2 separate regions of the Sus scrofa genome follow, and region 1 is linked to region 2. Evidence: chromatin contacts called from public Hi-C data. All regions are on one chromosome and are shown on one strand. The core of a region is the stretch at or near the end of the contact, and the rest is flanking DNA. Distances in the headings are between cores, read along the strand shown.

Region 1 (4,957 bases), core at 566-3,065, 43 kb before region 2:
CCCGGGAAGGAGGGGTCCCAGGGCTCAGTCCCCAGTCACGGGGGGAAACTGAGGCTCAGCAAGGGCCAGGGTCACTCATGGGGCAGTCATCTACCCGACCACTGACCACTGGAGGTAAAATTTCAACAATGCATATGAAATAATCACTGAAAGGCTAAAAAGAAAAAGAACTAGCACCTTCAATGGAGGACGCCCACAGAGCAGGAATGTGGGGTAGGAACGGTGCGAGGGAGGCTGGGGGCTCAAAGGCAGCACATCCACCACCTCCAGCTCTGAGTTTTCGGTGGGGGGGGGGGCTGCAACACACACATGGTCCTGAGGACCCAACCACGGGCCTGGAACCTTCCTTGGACAGGAATTTAGACCCAGTTGTTCATTAATAACCAAGAAAAACCAGAAAGAAGGATTTCAGAGGCACAGGCTAAACAAAAGCCACACATCAGAAAGGTAGAGAGGACCCTCACAGCAGGCTGGGGGACACTCCAAGCAGAATGAGGAGAATCCCCCTAACCCCTCCCCTAACAGAACCCCCTCAGCGCCTCCCCGCTACCCAGAGAGCAGGGCCAGAGGAACCAGCAGTGGGCAGGGCAGTGTCTGACATCAGCCCCACCCCACCTAAGGGCCTGGGGGCCGCATCCTAGAGACTGGCAGAGGGATGGGGCCTGGACCCAGAACTCCCGCCTCTGGAGAAGAGGCCTTGGGGGTAAGGGGTCAGGGAGCTGAGGGCAGCACCGAGATGGGGGGTCACTGCAGGTTCTGTGGCTCAGGAGTCTGGGGGTCTTGGGTTCATGAGCTGGAGGTCTGATGAGGCTCTGGGGGTCTAGCCCCAAAAAGGATGGGGAAGTCAGGGGGAGGAGGTCATGATGGAGGATGTGGAGGGAGGTGGCTGTGTCTGGGGTCCTCAGGCTGGCCAAGCTGGGACAGCAGGGCCTGGAGAGCCTGGCAGGGGTTGAAAGGTCCCAGGAACGCCAGGGGTGGAAAAGGTCCCTTGGTCTGGGAGATCCTGGCCAAGGTGGTGGGGTCAGGGGTCGCAGAGCCAGGAGTCACTGATGAGAATGAAAAGGCAGAGGGTCTCAGGACCAGAATATGGCTAGTATCTGGAAATACGGGGTGGATGGGCGCCTGGTAGGGCCGAGGAAGGATGGGGCCTGAGGATGATGGGTACTGGGGACGAAAGGGTCCTAGAGACACTGGATGTCCGGGGAGGGCAGGTCCCTGAGCCAGCAGGGTTCCGCGAATGGCGGGTCCCCGATCCAGGGAAGATGGGTCCTGGGGATGGCGGGGTTGGGGGCCGGGGGTAGGTCCCAGGGGTGGCAGGGTTCGGGGACGGTAGGTCCAGGGGGTTGGTGGATCCCAGGGGTAGCGGGGTTCGGGATGGCAGGGGCGGGGGCGGAGGGTTCGGGACGGCGGTCCCGGGACAGCGGCCCACCTGTGCGCCGGGATGCGCTGCGCGCCGAGCCCCTTGCCCACCAGGAAGTGCACGTCGCAGAGCACCTCGTTGTTGAAGAGGAAGGCGAAGCGCTCCTTCACCGTGGGCTTGGTGGCCTGCCAGTTGTAGACGGGCTCGCGCAGCAGCGCGGCCGCCCCCGGCTCCTCGGCCGCCCGCTCCCCGCCCGCCGCGGCCTGCGCGCCCGGCCCCGACACCGGCGGCGGCGGCCCGGGGGCGGCGGGGGCCGGAGCGGCGGCGGCGGCCGCCGCGTTGCCGGGAGCCGGGGCGGCGTTGGCGCTGGGCCCCGGGCCGCCCCCCGCTCCCGGGCCGACCCCCGGCGGGCACGACGCGCGCCCGCCGCTCCCACCCGCCGCCATCTTGTCGGTGCGGCGCCGGGCGGGGCGGGGCGGGGAGGGAGGGGGCGGGGGAGGGGGGGTAGAGCGGAGGGGGTGGGGCAAGGGGGGGGAGGAGGGGGCAAGGGGGGAAGGGAGGGGAGGGGGAGAGACCGGAGAGGAGGGGCAAGGGGGGGGGGGAGGGGGCGAAGGGGAAGGAAGGGGAAAATTAAGCGTCTAAAAAGTGACTGGGATGGAGTTCCCTGGTGGCTCAGCAGGTTAAGGATTTGGCGTTGTCATTGCTGTGGCTCGGGTCATTGCCGTGGCACAGGTTCGATCCCTGGCCTGGAAACATCTGCATGCCGGGCAGGGCAGAAAAAAAATAAAAGGGTTGGGAGACCTCAGGATTCTCAAAGCCTGGTCCTTCCCGTGGAGAAGGGATTTCTTCATTTGGGCGGTGGCCCATGGACCGCCCGCAAAGCCACAGGCAAGACATTCCTCCTCAGTGTCCAGTTTCAGCCCGAATCCTGGCCGGTTCTTACCTCCAAAGCAGACCTTGAATCGTCTCCCTTTTCCTGGGTCCCCTCGAGGACCGGCTCTGCTCTCACCTCAGGGAAGTAAATTTTTAACACTGGGCTGCATGGGGTTTTTTTCAGGGTGGGGGGCGCCCCCATGTTTTCATTTTGCACTGTTCCGGAGAATTCTGTGGCAGTCCAGGCCCCATTCCACTACCACTGTCGTCTAAAACTGCCCAGCTTGCTCCCTGACAACCACCAGCCCCAACAACCCAACCTTCCTTACTCTTTTTAGAATCTAGCCTCCTCCCAACTTAAACCAGGTCTTTGGGAGCCGCTGCTTAAAGCCCTCCAGGTGCTCCCCATGAAAGCCAAACCCCTTCACCTGGGAACTCAGCTCTGTGGATGTCATCAGCCCTCCTAGCTCCTTGGCATTAGCCCCACCCCTACGATAGACTTCCACTATCAGCCTTAGCCCCTGGATTTTAGACACTCCCACCTTGCCAGCCCACTGCCTCTGCCCTTTGGGGTGAGAAATGAACAGAAGGCCAAATCGTACAACATTATAACCATGCGCAAAGCCATCTCAAACCTGATTTTTTTTTCAAAGATCTTTGTTTCACTTTAAAAGTAATATATAGGGGGAGTTCCCGTTGTGGCGCAGTGGTTAACGAATCCGACTAGGAACCATGAGGTTGCGGGTTCGGTCCCTGCCCTTGCTCAGTGGGTTAACGATCCAGCGTTGCCGTGAGCTGTGGTGTAGGTCGCAGACGTGGCTCGGATCCTGCGTTGCTGTGGCTCTGGCGTAGGCTGGTGGCTACAGCTCCGATTGGACCCCTAGCCTGGGAACCTCCATATGCTGCGGGAGCGGCTCAAGAAATAGCTAAAAAAAAAAAAAAAAAAAAGTAATATATAGGAGTTCCCACTGTGACACAGTGGGTTATGAATCCGACTGCAGCAGCTCAGATCCCCGCAGCCCAGCACAGTGGGTTAAAGGATCTGGTGCTGCAGCAGCTGCAGCTCAAATTCAATCCCTGACCCGAGAACTTTGACATGCTGTGAGTGTGGCCATAAAAATTAAATAAATAAAAGTAATATATAAAAAATAGAGAGGATTTCCTGTTGTAGCATAGTGGAAATGAATCCAACTAGTATCCATAAGGATGCTAGTTGGAGCCCTGGCCTCACTCAGTGGGTTAAGGATTTGGCATTGCCATAAACTGTGGTGTAGGCTGCAGATGCGTCTTGAATCTGGTGTTGCTGTGGCTGTGGTGCAGGCTGGCAGCTGCATCTCCAATTCGACCCCTAGCCCAGGAACTTCCACATGCCTCGGGTGTGGCCCTAAAAAAAATCATATATATATATATTAAAAAAATTTTTTAATGGTTCATCCAAAGAAAATCAGGCTGTAGAAGTAGAACTAGGGGCTTGATAAAGAAAATCCTGTCTTGTCTTGAGGATAATTATGAATTCATGGTGCTCAAACTTGACTAGTTTCATGAGCGCATCATTCATTAATCATTATTGATGAGAGATACCGTTAAGTGGGCTCCTGTGTGCCTTCAACACCCCCAAAACTCGGAGAAGCAGCCCTTCTTTCCCTCAACAAAATAGTCCAGGCCCACACTGCACCTTTCCTGCTCTGAAAAATAATAAAACTAGTTAGTCTCCAAAGAGCCCTATTTCTTGGAATGGGGAAAAATACTGATGACTTGCATTCTGGATATGGGGTCACCTCTCTAATTACTGCACGCAGATTTGTGATGGGAAACTGATTACAGGCTACTTCAGTGGTCAGGTAGAAATAAGAAATTTCAAAGATTGGGAGTTCCTGTTGCTATTTCTAATTTAGCTCCAACAATGCTCCATTAAAACCCTGCAGCCTGCCTGCCAGCCAGAACCGCCCACCACCTGTCCCTTGTAAATAAAGTTTTATTGGTACACACCCACTCCCATTTATTTACATGTTAGAGGCAGATCTGAGTAGTTGCCACAGAGACCGTATATAGCCAGCCAAGATGAAAATATTTACTCTTTGGCCCTTTACAGAAAACGTTTGCTGATTTCTGCTCTTTAAGTGCCTCACCCAAAGTATAATTTTACCCTTTTATCATTTGGTGAACAATATATGTCTCCAAAGATCCTACTATAACCTGCATAATTTCTTGTTCATCTGTCAATATAAAATATAAATCCAGGCTGTGATAGTAATATCAACAGTATCTAAAATAACTGCGGTTGGAAATTAAGCTCTACAATCACAGATGCTATCAGGAGAAGCCTGAATGACTCAACCACTGATTGGTTCAGGGACCTGGGCATGTGACTAGTCCTGGCCAATGAGATGAAAGAAATAGCCTGCATGGGTAGGGACATCTATCCCCATCATCCTGAGCCTGGAGGCTGACCTAGCTTAGGGCTCTTTGTTCTGTAAACTAATAAAGTCTTTATGGAGTTAAGCAAGCAGAGTCAGGTTCTCTATTACTCGTGGCCACGGGCATGTAACTGGTGCAACTGGCCCCAGTGGCCATCTCTGAACACCTCCCACTAATGATGGACAGGGAAGTGACTTTGTCTTCGTGTATGTCTGTTTTAATAATCCCTAACACTGTGTGGTTATTTACGGCCTCTCCCGGTGTCCTGTAGGGATAGTTTCCACAACTCCTGCAGACACCAAACTC
Region 2 (5,055 bases), core at 613-3,112:
ATGTCCCATAATAAAAACAAACAAACAAAAAGAAAGTACAATGGAGGAGTTCCCGTTGTGGTGCAGTGGACACGAATACGACCAGGAACCATGAGGTTGTGGGTTTGATCCCTGGTCTCTTTCAGTGGGTTAAGGATCTGGCGTTGCCACGAGCTGTGGTGTATGTCGCAGACATGGCTCGGATCTGGTGTTGCTGTGGCTCTGGTGTAGGCTGGTAGCTGTAGCTCCGATTAGACCCCTAGCCTGGGAACCTCTGTGTACCATAGGTGTGGCCCCAAAAAGACAAAAGACAAAAAAAGAAAAAAAAAAAGGAAAATCATCTCCCTCATGGGAACGACCAAAAATAATGAAGATTAACTTGAAATGTGCAGATAGGAATCATCCAAAACAGATATATCCAGAGACAGAGGCGGTTCGTGGTTGTCAGGGGCTGAGGGGAGATGGGGAAGACTGCTCATGCAAACAGGGTGTCGTGGCTATAAAATAATGGCAACAAAGAGGGGCTTCATTAAGTTAGGGGGCAATCATAAAATGCATGCTTCTCAACACAGAGACAGGTCTCTTTGGGCTTTTTCAAATCCCCCATTTTTCCCCAGGGCCAACTCCCCCTTTCTGTGACCCCCACATGGCCTCTACTTTTGGGGGTCAAGATGAGAACCAGTTATCAATTTCCAGATTCCACTATTTTTATGAACTGGAAAGGATTCAAATTCATCTTCACCGTGATCTTCGTGCCAACTTACAAACTGCTTCTAGAAGCAGCAGTGCTGACTGACATGGTAGAAATGGGTGGCTGTAGAGACACCACTGACAAGTGCTAGTGCGACCCAGGGAATGAGGACTTTATCATTTTAATCTTCAATTAGAATTTATTTTTATTTTTTGTCTTTTTGCCTTTTCTAGGGCCGCACCTGCAGCATATGGAGGTTCCCAGGCTAGGGGTCTAAGCGGAGCTGCAGCCACCAGCCTACACCAGAGCCACAGCACCATGGGATCCGAGCCTTGTCTGCGACCTACACCACAGCTCACGGCAATGCTGGATCCTTATCTTTAATTAGAATTTAAACAGCCACAGCTGGTTGGTGGCTGCCACACTGAACAGCGTGAGTCTAGGACATTGGAAACTTCCAGTAACAGGGGCTCCTGACCTTCCAAGACAGCCCTCCTGAGCAGGTCCTGACTTCTTGGGAACGTCCCAGTTCACCAGTGGCTGCCATCTTTGTCGCATCCACTGGAATGATGGAATCCACAGCTGTTTCTCAACAGCAGCCCCTCCTGTGTTGGCCAGGAGGGAACAGGGCCAAGTGGGTTCCTTCCACCTCTGCCTGTCTGACCAGACTTCCCAACACAAGCGCTTGCCCCTGGCTACCTCTCCTGGTCGAACAACTTTTATGGTGAACTGTCCTGTTGGGACAAGTGGTTCTCAGGCCCGTGGCAGGAGGAGATGCCTGGAGGCCGTCCCCAAATTCTTGCCTTCTGGGCAGCCCGCTAGTGGGCCTAGGCGTTCTGTGTGCGAGTTATTTCCTTATACACGGTGTATGAATTCCCTGTGGCAGCTCTAACAGGTCACCACAAACTCAAGTAATTAAATAATACAAATTTATTCTAAGTTCTGGAGATAAGTCCAAAATAGGCCTGTGGGGCTAAAACTAGGTGCAGGCAGGTCTGGTCCTTCCAGAGGCTCTAGGGGAGAATCAGTTCCTCCTTTTCCAGCTTCTGGAGGCACCACATCCCTGGCCCCTTCCTCCATCCTTACAGACAGCAGGTGGCATCTCCCGCCTCCCTCTTTATGAGGACCTTGTGATGACACTGGGCCCCCAGGGAATTCAAGGTCATCGCCATCTCAGGGGCCTTCACTTAACCCCACCTGCAAAGTCCCTTCTGCTATGTGAGGCGACACAACCAGAGGTCCCAGGTCCAGAACTGGGACATCTTTAAGGCTGTTGTTTCAAATAACAACATCTCTCCAAACTTTAATCTGGTCCTGGAAGTCTCTGCGGTGTGTTTGCAAAATCAAGGGGTCAGGAAACAGCGGTTAGTTTAGAAGGTTGTCTCCAAGGATCTTCGCTCCAAGACTCTCTTTCCCTCCAACAGAGACGGCGCGCCCTCTAGGGGCGGGAAGCTCCATACCCGCCTCGAGCGAGCACAGGCCCTAAGCTGCCTCCAAGGGACTCCTGAGAGTAAGTTTTCACGTATAAATGTCCTGGAGTGAACTCGCCCTGTGTCCAAGGTCACAGGTTCCCTAGGACTTGGCAGAGACAGAAAACACCCCTCTGTCTATTTTCTCTCAAATCTATTTTTCTGCACTCTGTTCAAAGTTTTTTGGAATCTCTGTGTAGCAAAGAGGCGGTGGTTAATATCATGCTTGGTAAGTGCTGAAAGCATCGCAGACAAAGCAGAAATGAGAGGGAAGTGGGCACCTTCTCAACCTGCCTTCCAGACACTTGTGCTCCATGCCTGCCCTGCACCCGTGAGGTCTAATCGTACCAATATCCTGTCCGCGTCTGCTCCCCTATCTGGGGCACTTTGACGGGTCACAAACCCTTGCGAGGACTCCTGGTGACAAAGATGGTGACATGCCCCTAAGCCGGGCCCCCCTGCCAGGAAAACAGAAATGACACCCAGCAGCCGCAGGGGAGGAGACGGTATGATTTATTCCGATGTTCGTGTGGGAACATCCACGGGCGTGGGGGCGGGTACATGGGACCCCTGCCCACAGCCCCGCCGCCTTTCCGACCTGGCCAGTGGCCTGGGGGGCACAGTGGTTATGGCATTTGGTCGCAGTTCTGCACTGAAAAGGAGCTACATTCAGGCTGTCTCCTGAGGAGTCGGACCTGGTGGCTTCTGGAAGGACCAAGGCCAGGTCGTGGTAATTGCACTTGTGCGGTATTGGCGTTGGCGCCCTTCTCCCCTGCAAGTGCCCGGATACCAGATGCGGCCCCACGCCCTCAGGTGCAATGGGGAGGTTTGGTTCCGGAGCTACAGAGGGTCACACGCACAGGGTTTTGATGGGATGCTGGCAGGTGTCTGACGAGAGGTGACTCCAAACATTCAGGGAAATTCAAAGGCCCCAAACCCAGAGAGCAGCAGCCTGTTATTCTTGACAGGGGATGTTTCTCTTGGGGGCAGGGGGTGGGGAGCTCACTTATCTGTATGTAAGAAACTTTCTTCCCATAACATCTCATGGCAGTGGTAAATGAAAGTGTAAGAACTCAATCTTTTATGCAATGCAAAGGGGCCACAGGAAACCTGGGATGTGTGCGTGGGCTTGGGACGAATCCCGGAGGAACTAGGGACAGAAGTGGTCTGGGAAGGATGCAAGCGGGTAGGGTGCTCACTGCGGGATCAGATTCCAGCCTTGGCCTCACTGGGCCCAGCACCCCACAGGCTGAGCACCGGCTTAGGTCGAGCAACCCCCTAGGCCAAGCATCCCCCAGGCCCAGCCCAAAGGAGACAGGGCTGGGTGGGGTCGTGTCCTGGAAAATGCAAGTGGTTTACAAACAAAGTGGGTTTTCCTGGCTGCTCACAGCACACAGAACTATGGAATTCAAGTTCAATCTCCCCAGCAGGGCCAGGAGACTGGGGTCTGTGCAGGCCCACAGTTGCTGTACCTCTCGATCAAACAGAGGAAGCCACCCTGTGGCATAGAGCTCTGGGCTAGGAGACACTGGTCCCTGTTCCGGAGACGTGGCTCTCCAGTAGTGGCCTCAGTGACATGGGGCTGAGGGCCTCTCAGTGGCACATCCGTGCAGTCATTTCTTTCTGTTAGGAAGAAGCAGAACATCAGGTATGGACATCAGGAAATTGCATGCAAGGGAAATTGCGGGGGCGCAGGCTCAAGGGGCAAACCTTACAAAATACAAACAGACAGCAACACAGACCCTTCCTGTTAAAGACCAGTCTGTCTTTAGAATGAACTCTGAGCATCGTTGTGGGAGAAATGGCCATGGGATATGACACTAAGCTCAAAAACAGTGAACCCATCACAAAACTGTACACCATGGTCTCTAGTAGTTGGTGAGATTCACATAAAATGAACCGTGGTAGAGCAGCATCCACCTCCACCACGGTGTCACCCTGCCCCTGGCTCCAAAACACCCCACTGCACCACGAAGCATGTGTACCATGACTTTAACTCTGCAAAAACCTTTGCTGACAGGCAGAGCCTGCAAGGGAATATGACAGTTATGTGAAGACATTTTTTAGAGATTTTTCGAAGTTGGAAAAGAATAGACTTTTGCAAGGACCCAAAGTAACAGACAAATCCAGGAAAAACAGCCCCACATGGAATGTAACCTGGTGCAGTCACTATGGAGAACAGTCTGGCAGTTCCTTAAAAAACCAAAAACAGAGTTACCACGTGATCCTACAATCCCACTCCTGGAGTGGTAGAAAAGTCTAATTCAAAAAGGTACATGCACCCCAATGTTCACAGCAGCACTATTCACAACAGCCAAGACATGGAAGCAACTTAAATGTCCATTGACGGATGAATGGATAAAGATGTGGGGTGAGTGTGTGTGTGTGTGTGTGTGTGTAATGGAATATTACTCAGCCATAAAAAATAACGAAATAATGCCATCTGAAGCAATATGGATGCAACTAAAGATTATCATACTAACTGAAGTAAGTCAGAAAGAGAAAGATAAATGCCATATGATACCACTTATATGCGGAATCTAAAAAAAATGAAACTGGGAGTTCCTGTTGTGGTGCAGTGGAAATGAATCTGACTAGTATCCATGAGGATGAGGGTTTGATTCCTGGCCTCTCTCAGTGGGCAGGGGATCTAGTGTGGCTGTGAGCTGTGGTATAGGTCTTAGATGTGTTTAAGTTCCAGTGTTGCTGTGGTTGTGGCACAAGCCAGCAGGTGCAGCTCCGATTTGACCCCTAGCCTGGGAACTTCCATGTGCTGTGGCTGTGGCCCTAAAAAAGACAAAAATAAAATAAAAAATAAAAAATAAAAAAATGAAACAAAAGAATGTATTTATAAAACAGATCCGCAGACATAGAAAGCAAACTTATGATTATTAAGGGGGAAAGGGGATGGAGGGA

What was found. Hi-C and Micro-C count contacts between places; a contact is called where the count stands out from the background.
Region 1: a contact with region 2 is called in a Hi-C map of skeletal muscle, with 6 times the contacts expected there. The contact joins the promoter of BTBD2 here to the enhancer-like site in region 2. A contact is called at or near these places in 3 of 5 promoter capture datasets (liver and skeletal muscle), 25 of 47 Hi-C or Micro-C datasets (adipose tissue, alveolar macrophages, blood and 14 more) and 2 of 2 datasets of contacts at active chromatin or transcription factors (alveolar macrophages and skeletal muscle).

Annotation. Positions count from the first base shown.
Region 1 is chr2:76,535,396-76,540,352 of Sscrofa11.1, reverse strand. It overlaps BTBD2 (BTB/POZ domain-containing protein 2), which reads right to left and starts at 1,815. Exons shown (of 9, transcript XM_021084208.1): 1 at 1,430-1,815. The coding sequence starts at 1,806.
Region 2 is chr2:76,492,593-76,497,647 of Sscrofa11.1, reverse strand. MOB3A (MOB kinase activator 3A) reads right to left here. Exons shown (of 5, transcript XM_021084201.1): 5 at 2,633-3,762. The coding sequence ends at 3,733. Among named protein-coding and RNA genes, the nearest start is that of MKNK2, 15 kb to the left of the region's middle. Within about 2 kb of position 1,862, at least 3 of the 83 cell types and tissues checked have an H3K27ac peak or open chromatin away from gene starts, as enhancers often do. A contact at or near this core is called in alveolar macrophages and skeletal muscle, where this site is marked.